Regions from separate parts of the Sus scrofa genome. Here region 1 is linked to region 2. A link is a contact called in public Hi-C data. All regions are on one chromosome and are shown on one strand. Each heading gives the region's core, a stretch centred on a gene start, on an enhancer-like site or on the middle of the called end of the contact. The rest is flanking DNA. Distances are from core to core; before and after follow the strand shown.

What was found. Hi-C and Micro-C count contacts between places; a contact is called where the count stands out from the background.
Region 1: a Hi-C map of skeletal muscle shows a contact between it and region 2, with 2.8 times the contacts expected there. The contact joins the enhancer-like site here to the promoter of BSN in region 2. A contact is called at or near these places in 2 of 5 promoter capture datasets (fetal liver and skeletal muscle), 4 of 47 Hi-C or Micro-C datasets (embryonic fibroblasts, heart right ventricle, skeletal muscle and 1 more) and 1 of 2 datasets of contacts at active chromatin or transcription factors (skeletal muscle).

The regions. Positions count from the first base shown.
Region 1 is chr13:32,152,921-32,159,854 of Sscrofa11.1, forward strand. All of the region lies in intron 1 of BSN (protein bassoon), which reads left to right. Among named protein-coding and RNA genes, the nearest start is that of BSN, 49 kb to the left of the region's middle. Within about 2 kb of position 4,116, at least 4 of the 83 cell types and tissues checked have an H3K27ac peak or open chromatin away from gene starts, as enhancers often do. A contact at or near this core is called in skeletal muscle, where this site is marked.
Region 2 is chr13:32,101,366-32,108,374 of Sscrofa11.1, forward strand. It overlaps BSN (protein bassoon), which reads left to right and starts at 5,602. Exons shown (of 12, transcript XM_021068762.1): 1 at 5,602-5,929. The coding sequence starts at 5,712.

The DNA of each region.
Region 1 (6,934 bases), core at 2,866-5,365, 50 kb after region 2:
GCTTTGTCACCACCTGAACCAAAGAGAAGCTAATGGTTCTCTGGAGTCTTTTGTCTCTTGGAATCTTGCCCTCTTAGAGGGGCAGCACCTTCAGGGGGCTGGGAAGTTGAAAAGGAAAGATGTCAGCCTCTTGGGAACTCTGCTTATAGTATGACCCCTTCCTGCCCCCCACCTAGGAACCCTGTGAGTGGCACCTTCCCTCCCCAGCCAGCGGGGCATCTCCTGGCTCCAAGAGAGCATCTCAGAGGCTATGAGCCACGGTACTGGCTTCCTGTCCAATCCCAGGTACTTCGGCTAAGTGTTATGGAGATCCTCTCCTCTGTGTTGCTGCTGTCAGCAGAACAATTTCTTTTTGGTTCATAGATGGTCAGAAAGGCTGGTGAGGGCAACCCTGACACTGACCTAGGTACACCTTCAATGAGGCAGGGCTGAGAGCAAGAGAGAATCTGGTCATGGCAACCAGTAGACTTCTTTAAAGACTGAGAGATTAAGAATTTCCCTACAGTGGCCTTTGAACTGGGGCACACGTGCTGGGAGGGGGAGGAGATAGGACAGTCAACTGAGGCATGGGAAAAAAACGTGAAAACTCCTCTTTACATTTATGTCCTCTCGTCATTTCCGACTTTGCCATTTGGGGAGGTATTTTATCACTAATATAGATGCACGTAATTGGTAAATAAATACTCGTGTATGTTGGAAGTATACAAACATGTTGGATTGATAGGGACCCATGGTCAAAAAGGCAGGAGGCCATTGGCCTGAAAGATGGGCAGGTCAGGAAATGTTTTCTTGTGTGACAGCTGGAATTTTTTTAAAGTTCAAACTTCTTGAGAGAGCTGCTCAAGGACCCAGGACCTAGATCGTGGTGCTCACTGTTCTGTAGCTCCTGCCTTCTCTGCTTGTTGTGCTGGCCTCCTGGTCCTTCCTGGCCTGGTCTTTAAAGGGGGGCGGGTCTTCCATTGGCATCTTCCTGGCTGTAATTTCCTGTTGTGGAAAGGTCAGCCATGAATTCATCAAAACCGTGTTTGAAGCTATGGGATTCTTCTGGCTGCTCTGACTTAGAAAAGCAGTTTCTTAAGTTCACTCCCCTCCTAGGGAGCAAAGACAGCCACTTATTTGTGTGAAATATTCCCCTCACAGATATTCAACTGGAAGCAATGGGGTGCATGCTCCAGAATGCTATGATGTGGATCCAGCCTAGTTTCCCTCAGAGCCCAAACCAGCTCCATGCCTCCCTGCTTTTTGCACTAGTCAGCCTCTGCCTGAGCAGCCCCTCCCTGAGGGCAGCTGCCAGAGTGCCTCCAGCACCTTCCTACCATGGACTAGGGCAGCCACGGCTCTCCCTGTTGGCTCTGCCCTTAATGGACATACCTGGGCTCTGAGCATCTTTGGTCACTGGAGCTACTTGGACTCATGCATTTCTTGGGGGTTTCTAACAGAGGGGAGCCCAGCTTCTAACCAGCGTGGTCTGGATTGTCCTTCCAGGAGTGGTCACTGTTTGGAACAGAAGGCCCAAGTTTACTGAGGAAAGCTGGGTCGGGGTGGGGGATGCTGACTAGATTGATTCTGCCCTCCTAACCAGCTTTAAGACTTATTTCTGATCAGTCAATATCCTTAGATGCTGAAAAGGAGAAAAGCTGGTAGAAATACAGCTATTTTTACATCCTCTACTTTTCTTGGCTATCTTTTAAAAATAGTTATCCCTGGAGGGAGTTCCCATTGTGGTGCAGTTGTTAACGAATCCGACTAGGAACCATGAGGTTGCAGGTTCGATCCCTGCCCTTGCTCAGTGGGTTGATGATCTGGCGTTGCTGTGATCTGTGGTGTAGGTTGCAGACGTGGCTTGGACCCCACGTTGCTGTGGCTCTGGTGTAGGCCAGCAGTTACAGCTCTGATTCAACCCCTAGCCTGGGAACCTCCATGTGCCGCGGGAGCGGCCCAAGAAATGGCAAAAAGACCAAAAAGACCAAAAAAAACAAAAACAAAACAAAACAAAAAACCAAAAACCTATCCCTGGAAAAGGCATTTTGAGTCTTCCCTTGCTTGTCTTCTGGCCACTCCTTCATATTTCTGCCCTCTTCCTCCTTCTTCACTTACCTGTCCTCCTGTGTCTTTCCCATTCTGTTAAAGTGTCCCTCTCCCCTCCTGCTCACCTGTCCTCATCCCAGCTCTCCCCAAGGAACACAGCTTCCAGAGGCTGCTGGGAGGACCACTTAGCCTCTAGGGCTCTCACTGCTGATGGGCCATATCCAGGAAACCAGGTCTTCACTGGGGCTGGGCTGGGTCCCACCTGTGGATGCCTCCCTCCCTGCCAGTGGAGACCTTTGTCAGGAGGGCCTCCTGGAGGGTGCGGTTCTGCCCTTCTAAGGAGGTCTGAGGCTACTCCAACCACCCTGGCCCCCTGACACTTGGGACCAGTGTCCAGAAGTGTGTCACAGACAGATCTGAATCTCTGGCCCTGGGCAGGCCCTGTGTTCAGCAGGATAGGGAGCTGGTCCCATCTGAGCTGGACTGGGTGGAATAGGGCTCATGGCCTTCCTGGGCATAGTCTTTTTCTCCAGGGCTTCTGAGGCTTGACAGCCCTTATGGATGTAGAGCAAATTGTTGAATGCCCTTCCTGTGGGAACTACTCTAACCCTGGGGGTTGTGTCTTGTTCTCTTTTCTATGACTTCTCTGTTTCTGGCATCCCTTCTGTTCCCATAAATGTGGGTGCTCCCCATAAATTTTTGCTGGACTACTGCCCTAGCTGTGATCTCTCTCCCTGAGACTTGTCTGTGAACTGAACCCTTAACTCTCCCAGATCAAAATATCTAGACATACCTGAATTGAACCCAAACTCTCGCCCACCTCCTGATGTCTCTTGGATGCCCCCCAACCACAACCACAACCAACTCAACAAAACTAAATACAACCTCTTGATTTTGCTATTTCACTCCCCAATATCTACCCACCAATTGGCTTCTCTCTCTGGATCCCCCATCTGAATCAAAAGGACCACTTCTTCCTAGATCCCAATCCAGAATACCCCTACTGAACCTTCCCTCTTTCTCAGTCCCTGGACTATCTCTTGGGCTATTGCCTTATTCTCACTGACTCCCTACCTCCACCATGTCCTTGACAGAGAACCAGAGCACTCCCTTGTTTGAAAAGCTTAGAGGCCTCACTCTCCTGGCCTTCTCCATTTTAGCCCAGAGCTTTCATGTCCTTCAGGGTAGTTGGGTGCACACTGTGGCTAGGAGCTGTTATAGGTCCTGGGAATAGCCCTGACTTATACCTTATCATGCCTCTGGGCCTTTGCATGTGCTTCCCCTCTGCCTCAATTTTCCTTAGCCTTGGGGAGAAAAGCCCATCAATTTAGACATAATTTAGATGCTTCCTGGTCCTCAAAGTCTGCTCAGGCTTCTGCCCCTCCCTTGACTGTGTGGGGGTGTCTTGCTTCAGTTTGTTCGTACATCTGTCTCCTCTCTAGACGAGGCTCCCAGAGCACTGGATCCCTTTCTGATTCACTTTTTTAAAAATTTATTTTAATTAAATATTGAATAGGTGTTTATAAAGAACATAAGAATACTCATAAAATATGTATAAGATGTAAAGGATAGCAATACAATGAACACCTGTGAACTCACCTTCCCTTGGAAGAGACATAGTCCATTCATACCATCAGTACCAATTCCGGGGCCTAGAACTGTCATTCCAAGGGCTGCTAAATGTTTGTGAATGACTGAATGCTCGGATGAATGAATGAATGAGTGTGGTTTTCTCTGAGTCAGCATTGCTGGCCAACTCGAGGGGCAGTGGTCATGATTCAGTCACGTCACTGCTCTAGCTCAGCCACACTCCAAGAGCCCACTGCACGGCCCACACATCTTCCTGTCCACTTAATATCTACGCTTGTTGGATGTCTACTCAGTGCCCAGAGTGGTGCTGGGGCCCGGGCTATAGTAGGAGGCAAGATGTCAGAGACCACTTCCTGGGGAACCTCCACTTAAACCACTCCTCAGGAAAAAGGGAAAAGAATCCAAAGAACCCAAATTGCAGCACTTCCCACCCTTCCACTGCCTCATGCTGCTCCTCTAGAGAGGCCTTGTGGGAATGCAGTTAAGGATAAGGACTGGCGACCTTGATATTGGAATCCCAGCTCCACCATGTGCAAGTCATATTGGCTTTGCTAATTCCTTAACTTCTATGTGCAGCAATTTCCTTGTCTGCAAAATAGATGAATTGGATCCTACCTCATGGATTTCCTGTGAGGCCTAAAGGAGTTAACGTGTGACAAGTGCTTGGCACACGGCGGTGCTCATGGTGAGGACTCGGTTGGCATGAACACTACTATGATTGGCGGAGTGTTCTATGTGGTAGGACTGGGGGTGCAGCCAGCGGTGACAGGGGACTCCAGTTGTTCTTGCTATTCTGTCCCACATGGGGTTAGATCCAGGAGAGGGCTGTGTGCCATGCCAGTCACATGCCATGTTTCCTCAGCTCAAACACACTTCGGGGCCACATTTTACTGTTCTGAGTCATGAAGTGCCTGCAGTCCGTCCTGCCAGGAAACACATATTGAGCATCCAGTATGTTCCGGGCACTGTGCTAGGCTGTGGGGTACAGCTGTGGGGAAAGCACAGAGGCCCTGCCCACAGCACTGGCAAGCTAATGCAGGAACCATGGAGGGCACACACTAGCAGTACATATGTATATAGTGAGTCGGAGGGTGCTCAGTGCCATGAGAACAAAGAGGCAGGAGGGGCTAAAGCTGCATTTTAAACAGGCTGGTCCAGGAAGGCATCCCTGAAAGGAAAGTGAATAAGAGCAAAGACTTGAGAGAGCACATGTGCCAGCAGCTACAGTTGCCGAGGGGCAGAGGTGGGCCTGGCATAAGGGAAGGGGACACAGGGGAGAGAGCGATTAGTAGAAGATGGGAGGGAAAGGGGCTGAATGTGTGGGGCCTTATGGGCCATTGTAAAACCTTTGGTTTTTCCTATGGAAAGGAGAGGAGGGTTTAAGCTGAGGAGGGAAGCGTTTTGATTTGTGTACATAAAGGATTATCCTGGCTGCCATATAGAGAAGACCGAAGAGGGGCAAGTAGGAGCAGCCAGGCTTGAACAAAACTGAAAAAAAGAGGACACAGTGCCTTGAATCAGGTGGAGCAAGGAGGCTGTGGGAGTGGCCTGACTCTGAAGCCAATAAGATTTCCTGGTGACTGACATGGGATGAGAGGAGGAGGGAGTCAGAGACTCTAAGAGGAAGATGGGGAGGAGCACATTTGTGGGAATATCAGGGGCTCACCTTCATCATACAAAACAAACGCAATAGAAATTGCTACATTTCTCAGGAGAAGCCACAGACCTTACACGGCCTGGGCACGGGGCTACAGTCCCTTCACATGTTATAAAGGGCTCTCTGGAGCTTCTGATTAGCTTTCAAAGGCTGCTTTTAAATTCCAGCCACAAATAACTTAAGTGAAAAATGAAACTATGGGGAGTTTCCATCATGGCTCAGCGGTAACGAACCCAACTGGTATCCGAGAGAATGCGGGTTTGATCCCTGGCCCCACTCAGTGGGTTAAGGATCCGACATTGCTGAAAGCAATGCAGATACAGCTCGGATCCCACATTGCCATGACTGGCATAGGCTGGCAGCTGTAGCTCCGATTTGACCCCTAACCTGGGAACTTCCACGTGCTACAGGTGTGGCCCTAAAAGGCAAAAAAGAGAAAAAAGGAAAAAAAAGAAAAGAAACTATAAATTTTAAAAAGTGAGGTTATGTCTTTTCCTTCTTTTCTTTCTCTCTCTCTCTCTTTTTCTTTCTTTCTTTCTTTCTTTATTTTTTGTCATGCCCACAGCATACAGAAGTTCCCAGGCCAGGGATGGAACCTGTACCACAGCGATGGCAATGCTAGATCCTTAACCCATGAGCTACCAGGGAACTCTTCACATGGGATTATTTCTCTGTGATACCTAGAAATTAGTCTACTGAAAGGCCCAGTTTCCAAGTCTGGGCCAGAAATGGCTGCAGCTGCCACCACACTGGGCCTCCCAGCTAGTTGTATAAAGGTGGCAGGCAGGTCTGTGAGACTGGATGGTTGGGTGTACTCTGTTGTTGGTTGATGAAAGAAATGTGTGATGGATATTTAGCAGTGTTTCTTTTTCCTGGGAGAGTCTTTATTAGACCAAGAGTGTGTCTCTTCCCCAACAGTTTCTTGGAAGGGAAGAAGAACTGCAGAGTGTCTTGGAGTGGGTCTCCCCAGGTAGATGAGGAGCCATCCCCTCTGAGATGGCTTATCCTCAGACATCCTACTAGCTGGCTCCTGAATCTTTTTGGCAAGCAAATGGCCCTCATATAAGAGCAGCAAACTTAGATTCCCCTCCTGTTAGTCAGACGCTTCAAGGACCAGCAGCACTGGGGCTGAGGGGCCAGGCCAGGCTACTCCACAGGTGACTGTGGCCAGGCTTCCACACTAGCTCCCAGCCAGTCTGCCCTGTTGCCTGGGTGCCGGTGTCCATCCAAATGAATACAGACTAGAGAAAGTTTAGAATTTCAGGGAAGCAATATGAAGCATTTACCTTTGGCTTTTTGTGCTCAGCTTCTTTCAGGTTAGAAAACTGGCAGAAATGAACTTAAAGGTGGGTCAAACAAGAAGGAGTATAAGGGATTGTGTTTAGCCTGATGGTTTGCCTTCTACCTCATTGAACTCCTCACCTCTGCTGGCATGGCTGCAACAGGGCCATGCTGGATGGAGGTGAAGGTCAGGCATATTGATCTTCCCTTGGTGGTTCCTCAAGGCCTGGATCCTAGAACTCCAGCCCCACCCTGCCCTGAACTAGCAAAGCAACACTTCACCTGTCTTGATGTACTTGGTCTGGCATTAGACTTGCTGGAAGACTGCCAGAAGGAAGGCTCCATTATCCCTGCTGGCGATGGCATTAACTAGGCACT
Region 2 (7,009 bases), core at 4,352-6,851:
TTTTACTGGCTTTTTTCACATAATGCAAAGAAAGATTTGCACATTGCACAGGAAAGGAATTATGCAGACACGGCATCAAGCAAATTCTATACTTTTCTGTTTTGTTCTCTTTTCCTCCTTTACCAATGGCTATGGATCATCTGAAGACCCTAGTACACAAGCAGAATTGTCCTGGCTAGCCCAGATGGGCTTCTGAGCAGGACAAAGATGGATCAGGTTTCTTTTTTTTAGAGCCACACTCATGGCATATGGAGGTTCCCAGGCTAGGGGTCAAAGGAATCAAAGGTACAGCTGCTGGCCTACGCCACAGCCATAGCAATGCCAGATCCGAGCTGCATCTGCAACCTACACCAGCTCACAGCAATGCCAGATCCTTAACCCACTAGTGAGGTCAGGGATGGAACCCGTAATCTCATGGTTCCTAGTTGGATTCGTTTCTGCTGTGCCACGACAGGAACTCTGGATCAGGTTTCTTGATTATAGCCTCTTACCAGCCTGAGGCTTGCTTGGGGAGCTGCCTTATTCCCCACGTTAGTGGGTGATGCTGACAAACCTCAGCCGGAAGGGCACCTCTTTCTTTGGGCTTCCTTTCTTCCTATTCAGTTCTGTTTTTCCATCCCAGAGGAGGAATGTGGACTGGGATCCAATTTCCTGAGTTGCTTTTCTTTCTTTTCCTTTTTTTTTTTTTTGTCTTTTTAGAGCTGTCCATGTGGCATATGGAGATTCCCAGGCTAGGGGTTGAATTGGAGCTGCAGCTGCCAGCCTACACCAGAGCCACAGCAACAGCAGATCAGAGCCTCATCTGTGACCTACACCACAGCTCATGGCAACACCAAATTCTTAACCCGCTGAGCGAGGTCAGGGATTGAACCCACATCTTCATGGATATTAATTGGGTTTGTTACCACTGAGCCACAATGGGAATGGAAGTTGCTTTTCAATGGGAGGTGAGACAGGCCTCAGCAGCACTACAACAAAAAGAAGAGTGCAGAGCTTGGCGGGGGCGGGGGGGTGCATAGACTAGAACTGGCTCTCCCAGCCTCTCTGGAGCAGTCCAGAGCCCATGGCACCACATCCTCCAGAACTGTCCTCAGTCATCCTTCCTCATTCTCCCTCACCTCCACACTCTCTGCCACCTCTTCTTGTCTGCAAATTTGTCATTCCTCTTTGCCACCATCGGCATCTTCGTCTTTGGATCCTGAGCCTCCCTGGGGAATTGGTCATGCTGAAAGGAACAGCCTATGGTGAAGAGGGCCATGTGGGAGATCCCTTGCACGTTATCTTGCCCATGGCCCAGCTGGTATCCAGGTATAGCTCCTGAGGCTCCGCATCTCTTCATTCTTCCAAGATTTGCCTTCCAATGACCAATCATTTCCACAAATCCCAGCAGTGGGCTGGCTCTGACTGGGCCTTTTCCTATGTGGATGTATTAACCTCCCCCCATTTCATTTTTCCTCTGTTTTTTGTTTTGTTTTGTTTTTGTTTTTGTTTTTTTGCTTTTTAGGGCTGCACCCATGGCATGTAGAGGTTCCCAGGCTAGGGGTCAAATTGGAGCTGTAGCTGCCAGCCTACACCACAGCCACAGCAACACAGGATCTGAGCTGCATCTGCGACCTATACCACAGTTCACAGCAATGCTGGATCCTTAACCCACTGAACAAGGCCAGGGATCGAACCCAAAACCTCATGGTTCCTTGTCAGATTCTTTTCTGCTGTGCCACGACAGGAACTCCCCACCCGCCAATCTTTTGTAAGTGAGAGCACAGACTGGATAAGTAAGTGGACATGTGTCCATCCATCAGCTCTATTTTGGCATGTGAACCAATTCTCCTCCCATCTGGTCTTTCTGCAAAATGACTGCCATGTGTCATATGTCACACTGAAGTGGAAGAAAATATCTTTGGCAAGTGAAGTTTAGGGGGCTGGGAAACTTCCTCAGGGTCTCCAAGTCTATCCTGTCCCTGGCTGGGCAGTAGCTGGACCCAGGAGGGAATGGCACCAGACATATCACACAGCTGAGAGGTTTGCTCATTCACTTGTCATGAAGTCAAGCCTAGTGAACATCCTGGGGATGTTTCTCAAAACTGAGAAACTGAGATTTTGAAAGGAAGATTGGGGTACCATTAACCCAAACTTCCAGGTCCTCCTGGGTCCACTGTACTGTGTCCTTTGTCACCAAGACAGCAGAGACCCTGGAGGTCTGCTAACAGCCAGGAATTCACTCCGAGGAGGGCAACTCCCCAGGCCCACTGGCTGGGTAGGGCTAATTATCCCCATTGGAACCAGGGGCAGGTTGACTTAAATCTGTGCAAAGCCACAGCTCCTATAGCATCTACCAAAACAGATAAAAAACATCCTTCTCTACCCTGCTTTCAAGTGGCTCAGCCCACACTGACTGGTATCCGTGAACCAAAATGGCCAAGGTTGGGCCAAGGTCAGGTCACTGGCCTGCCCATAGTGCCTGTATACATGCTTTTCCGGGAGAGAAGATGTGGCAGAAAAAAACCCAAATCCCAGAGTGATCTCCAACAGACAGCAGTGAGTGATGGCTTGAATTGAGATCTCAATTCTCTGCTCAGGAATTGAACCTGGACAGCCTGGATAAAAACCAGGAATCCTAGCCACTAAGACTAGCTAGAGGCTGAGAGCAGAGTTGCTGTAATTCTTGGCCACTGTTGACAGCAAGAATGTTTCAAAGAGGCATAGATTGTGAAAACAGGTATAAAGTTTATTGTACAACATGTGGGAGAGCACACAGAGAAGTAGTTTTTATTTAAGTCAGAAGCAAAGAAATAATACACACCTGAAGGGGAGTGCAGGCGCGGCTGTCCCCGAGTGAGCAGTGCACTAGAGAGGTGATTTAACTCACTTATACAGGACAGTACTTCTGGGTGTTTGTTTACCTTTGGCCATATATCTTGTTTTATTTCTCACACCTGACTGGACACAGGCCCCTCCCCTTAATGCATGTACATCTTTTGGCAAAGACGGATTCCAGAGCAAGGGATGCTGGGACAGTATCAGGGCTTAATTATGGTCTGGTGCCCCCTCCTTTTTTTGATCCTTAGGGGTCTTACTGTGCATGGGTTATTGGGGAGCTCTTCTTGACACCAGGATCGAATGAAGTGGTCAATCTTATCTTTCTACTCTAGTAGAGCTCAGCTCCAGCTCTTAACTTTCTTCTTGAGGTGTTAGAGAGGCAAGGCCCAATCTACTTGGCTTAACAAGTCCCAGCTGTTTTCAGCCCAGGGGCTCATCTACCTCCTACCTCAAGATCACCCACCAGAGAACCAATTAATAATAAAGTTGATCATGTGACAGAGTTCCTGTCGTGGCTCAGTGCAAATGAATCTGACTAATATCCATGAAGATGCAGGTTCAATCCCTGGCCTTGCTCAGTAGGTTAAGGATCTGGTGTTGACATATACTGTGGTGTAGGTTGCAGACATGGCTCGGATCTGGCATGGCCGTGGCTGTGGTGTAGGCCAGCAGCTGCAGCTCTGATTCAACCCCTAGCCTGGAAACTTCCATTTGCTGTGGGTGTGGCTCTAAAAAAAGAAGAAAAAAAAAAGTTGGTCATGTGTATGCCAGGCACTTGTTGGTATGTTTTACTTACATTAGCCACTCCACTCTCACAACCAAACACACACCCCCACCCAGTTAAGAGAGGCTAATATTATAACCTTTTTTTTTTTTTTTTAATGTCTGCACCCGTGGCATATGGAAGTTCCCAGGGCTACAGGTTGAATTGGAGCTGTAGCTGCTGGCCTACGCCACAGCAAGCCTTATCTTCGACCTATGCTGTGGCTTGTGGTGATGTTGGATCTTTAACCCCCTGATAGAGGCCAGGGATTGAATTTGCATCCTCATGGACACATGTTGGATTCTGAACCTACTGAGCTACAATGAGAACTACTATTATTCTAACTTTGCAGGCTAGGAAATGGAGGCTTTGTGAGCCTAAGTCAGTTGCTAAGATCCCATTTGGGAAGTGGCACAGCTGAAACATGGATCCTTGTAGAGCCTAGATGAGCACCAGATACAAAGATGATTCAAACACAGGAGGAAACACAGTGAAGACCATCATAACACAGGCAGAGAGGCTCTCATCATCCCAGGCAGCAGAGTCAGTCAATTCAGGGATCCAAGCTTCAGGAGCTCCATCCCAGAGGTTGAGGGAGCAGATAAGAATGCATGGGAAGGCCCAGCCAAAGTCTGTCCATCAGCCTGGTTATCAGTGTTCATTGGGTTTTCTGAGTTATTCCAGGTCAGGTTAGAAATGCTGACATCACATTTGATTTATTCTTCATCATTAGCAGAATTAAATGGGTTTGTAAAATAGGTCCAAGTTTACTCAAGTTCTTCTTCACAGCCATGATTGATTGATTGATTGATTGTCCTTATAGGGATGCACCCGTGGCATATGGAGGTTCCCAGGCTAGGGATCTAATTGGAGCTGTTGCCTCCGGCCTATGCCACAGCTGAACCACATCTGCGACCTACAATACAGCTTATGGCAACACCAGATCCTTAACCTACTGAGCGAGGCCAGGATTGAACCCGCAACCTCATGGTTCCTAGTCGGATTCGTTTCTGCTGTGCCATGACAGGAACTCGTACACAGCCATGATTTATGAAGCCAGGAAGTTTGGAGTATAGTCTGGATCTTCTAAGAAGTATTCTCTCTCAGGAAAGTACAGGTTTGTGTAAGAAGCCAGGAGGCAGAGTAGTATGCAGACACCGAAGTCTGTAAACTGAGGTAATGGAAAAATAATTTGGTGAGCTCTCAGGTTAATGCAGAGGCAGCCTGCAGCCCCTCGTCTAGACAGTCCCTGGGAACCACAGCCCAAGGACTCTAAGAAACATCAACTCCTTTTCCTCATCCTCAAGGTCACTGTCCCAGGGCCTGCTGAGGCAACCTTCCATCTGGCTTCAGGCCAGCCCTGACACACCCTCCACCTTTCCCAGGGACACTTCCTGAAACTCCTTCCCCTGGGACAAGGGCTCAGCATGAAACCCAGATGGTTCCCATGGCGACATCTGGATAAAGTCTTCAATCCCTTTGAGACCCTCATAACCAGTCCCATCACCCAGCATCCTTTATCTCAGTCCTTCCATGACAATGCGCCTCTGAACACACTTGTTCATTTATTTCTCCAACTCCTAAACATCCTTTGATGCTACACTCAGTGACCCCTCTCTGAGGCCTGTTCCCACGAAGTCTGCCAGTTGGGACCCTGAAGTTACCCAAATGAGAGCTCCCATTCCTGAGTTCTCTGAGGCAGTAAGCGTCACTGACTCCAGGGCAGGGTACGGCGGGTCGCCCTCACAGCCCTTTCTCGTGGTCTGTGTCTCTCCAATCCTGGTTTGATCGGATGCTCCTGCCGACACTTGCTGGGCCCCGGATAGCGAACGCCGGCTTTGGCGGCCCCGGAAGGCGCATGCGCGGGCCAAGGCGGCTGTTTCCCCGCCACTCCGCCGGGGGCTCTTGGACACGCGTCCTCACCAGCAGGAGGGAGCGCGCGCGTGCGTGGGGTGGGGGTGTGTACAGGGAAGAGGCACGAGGGCCGCGCATGCGCAGCGGCAGGCGGCGGCGCGAGCCGAGCTGGGAGATGGCGGCGGCGGCGGCGGCGGCGCGGAGCGTGTGAGCAGCTGCCCGGGAGCCGCCGGCCCGGGCCCAGTGCGACCTCGGCCCCGCCCGTCTGCCCGCCATGGGCAACGAGGCCAGCCTGGAGGGCGGCGTTGGCGAAGGGCCGCTGCCGCCCGGAGGCTCCGGCCCCGGCCCCGGCCCGGGCCCCGGGGTAGGGAAGCCGCCTTCAGCACCGGCTGGCGGCGGACAGCTCTTGGCAGCAGGCGGGGCACGGGCTACCGCCGGACCACCGGGTCCAGGCCCCGGCCCCGGCCCCGGCCCCGGCCCTGGCCCGGGCAGGTAAGCGCAGGGCAAGGCGCCCGGGGGCGGGAACTGCAGCCTGAGGCCGAAGCTGGGGCCCACGACCCTGCAGTCTAGTCTGGACAGCGAGATCGGACGTCCAGCTACACTTTGAGCCCAGTCGGACTGACGTGAGCCGAGTGGTCAGTCGCGAGAAGCATCCCTTCCATTACAGCCGTCCTGCCTTAGTAAAGCAGGATGGTGAGCGCAGGGTCAGTCTGGGCCTGCAGACCGTGACTCCGTCACGAACCCCAAATTCGCTTTCCCCCAGTGCCAGGCTAAGGAGGGGCTTATGTAACCTCAGCCTGGTTCTTCTGCACTGGGAAGCAGTGGGATGGAAAACGTCTTCCCTGTCTGCTTGTGTCTGCATTTGTCCATTGTGTTGGGCCAAGGAAAGAGCACAATGGGAGTGGCTGTCAGGGAAGATAAGTGTCACTGCGAGGAGCAGAAAGATATGGAAATAGTTGAACCATGAACTTGGTCATACGCTTTCCTCAGGCATTTAGTAGTCAAAATCATCTTTGGAGGAAGGGAAAGTGGTACTGGACACCACAAGGTACTTATTTAGGCTCAACAATAGTAACAGGGTCATGTGCTTTCATCATGGTTTAGTGAAACACTTTGGGGTGAAGCAAAAATGCTGTTGAATCATCTAGAACCGAGTATGTTCATGTTGTCTTATGACTTAGGTTACCACTCAAATCAGTGGAATGCTTTAAACAGACATATCTGATCAAATACTCTAAAACCAGCTTGTTTAAAATGTATGCCAGTTGAGGTTGTATAAACAATCAAGTGGAAAGGAAATGCAGAGGAAGAAAATGGCAATCTATAATAAATTAGTAGACTGAACACTCAGGAAAGCTACCAAGAGACAAGATAAAATGGAAGCACTGTCTTTACACCAAATAGAGCTGGGAAGTAGCAAAACCCAGGGGTGCTTCTGAGTCCATATGAGTCTGCTGATAATGTTGCCTTGGCTTTTCTATGTGGGGGCACATAAACTGTGAGGGAGCATAATTTTTTATTCTTCAGCTGCCCAGCTGTGCCTCTTACGGGTTTATTTCCTCAGAAGTCATT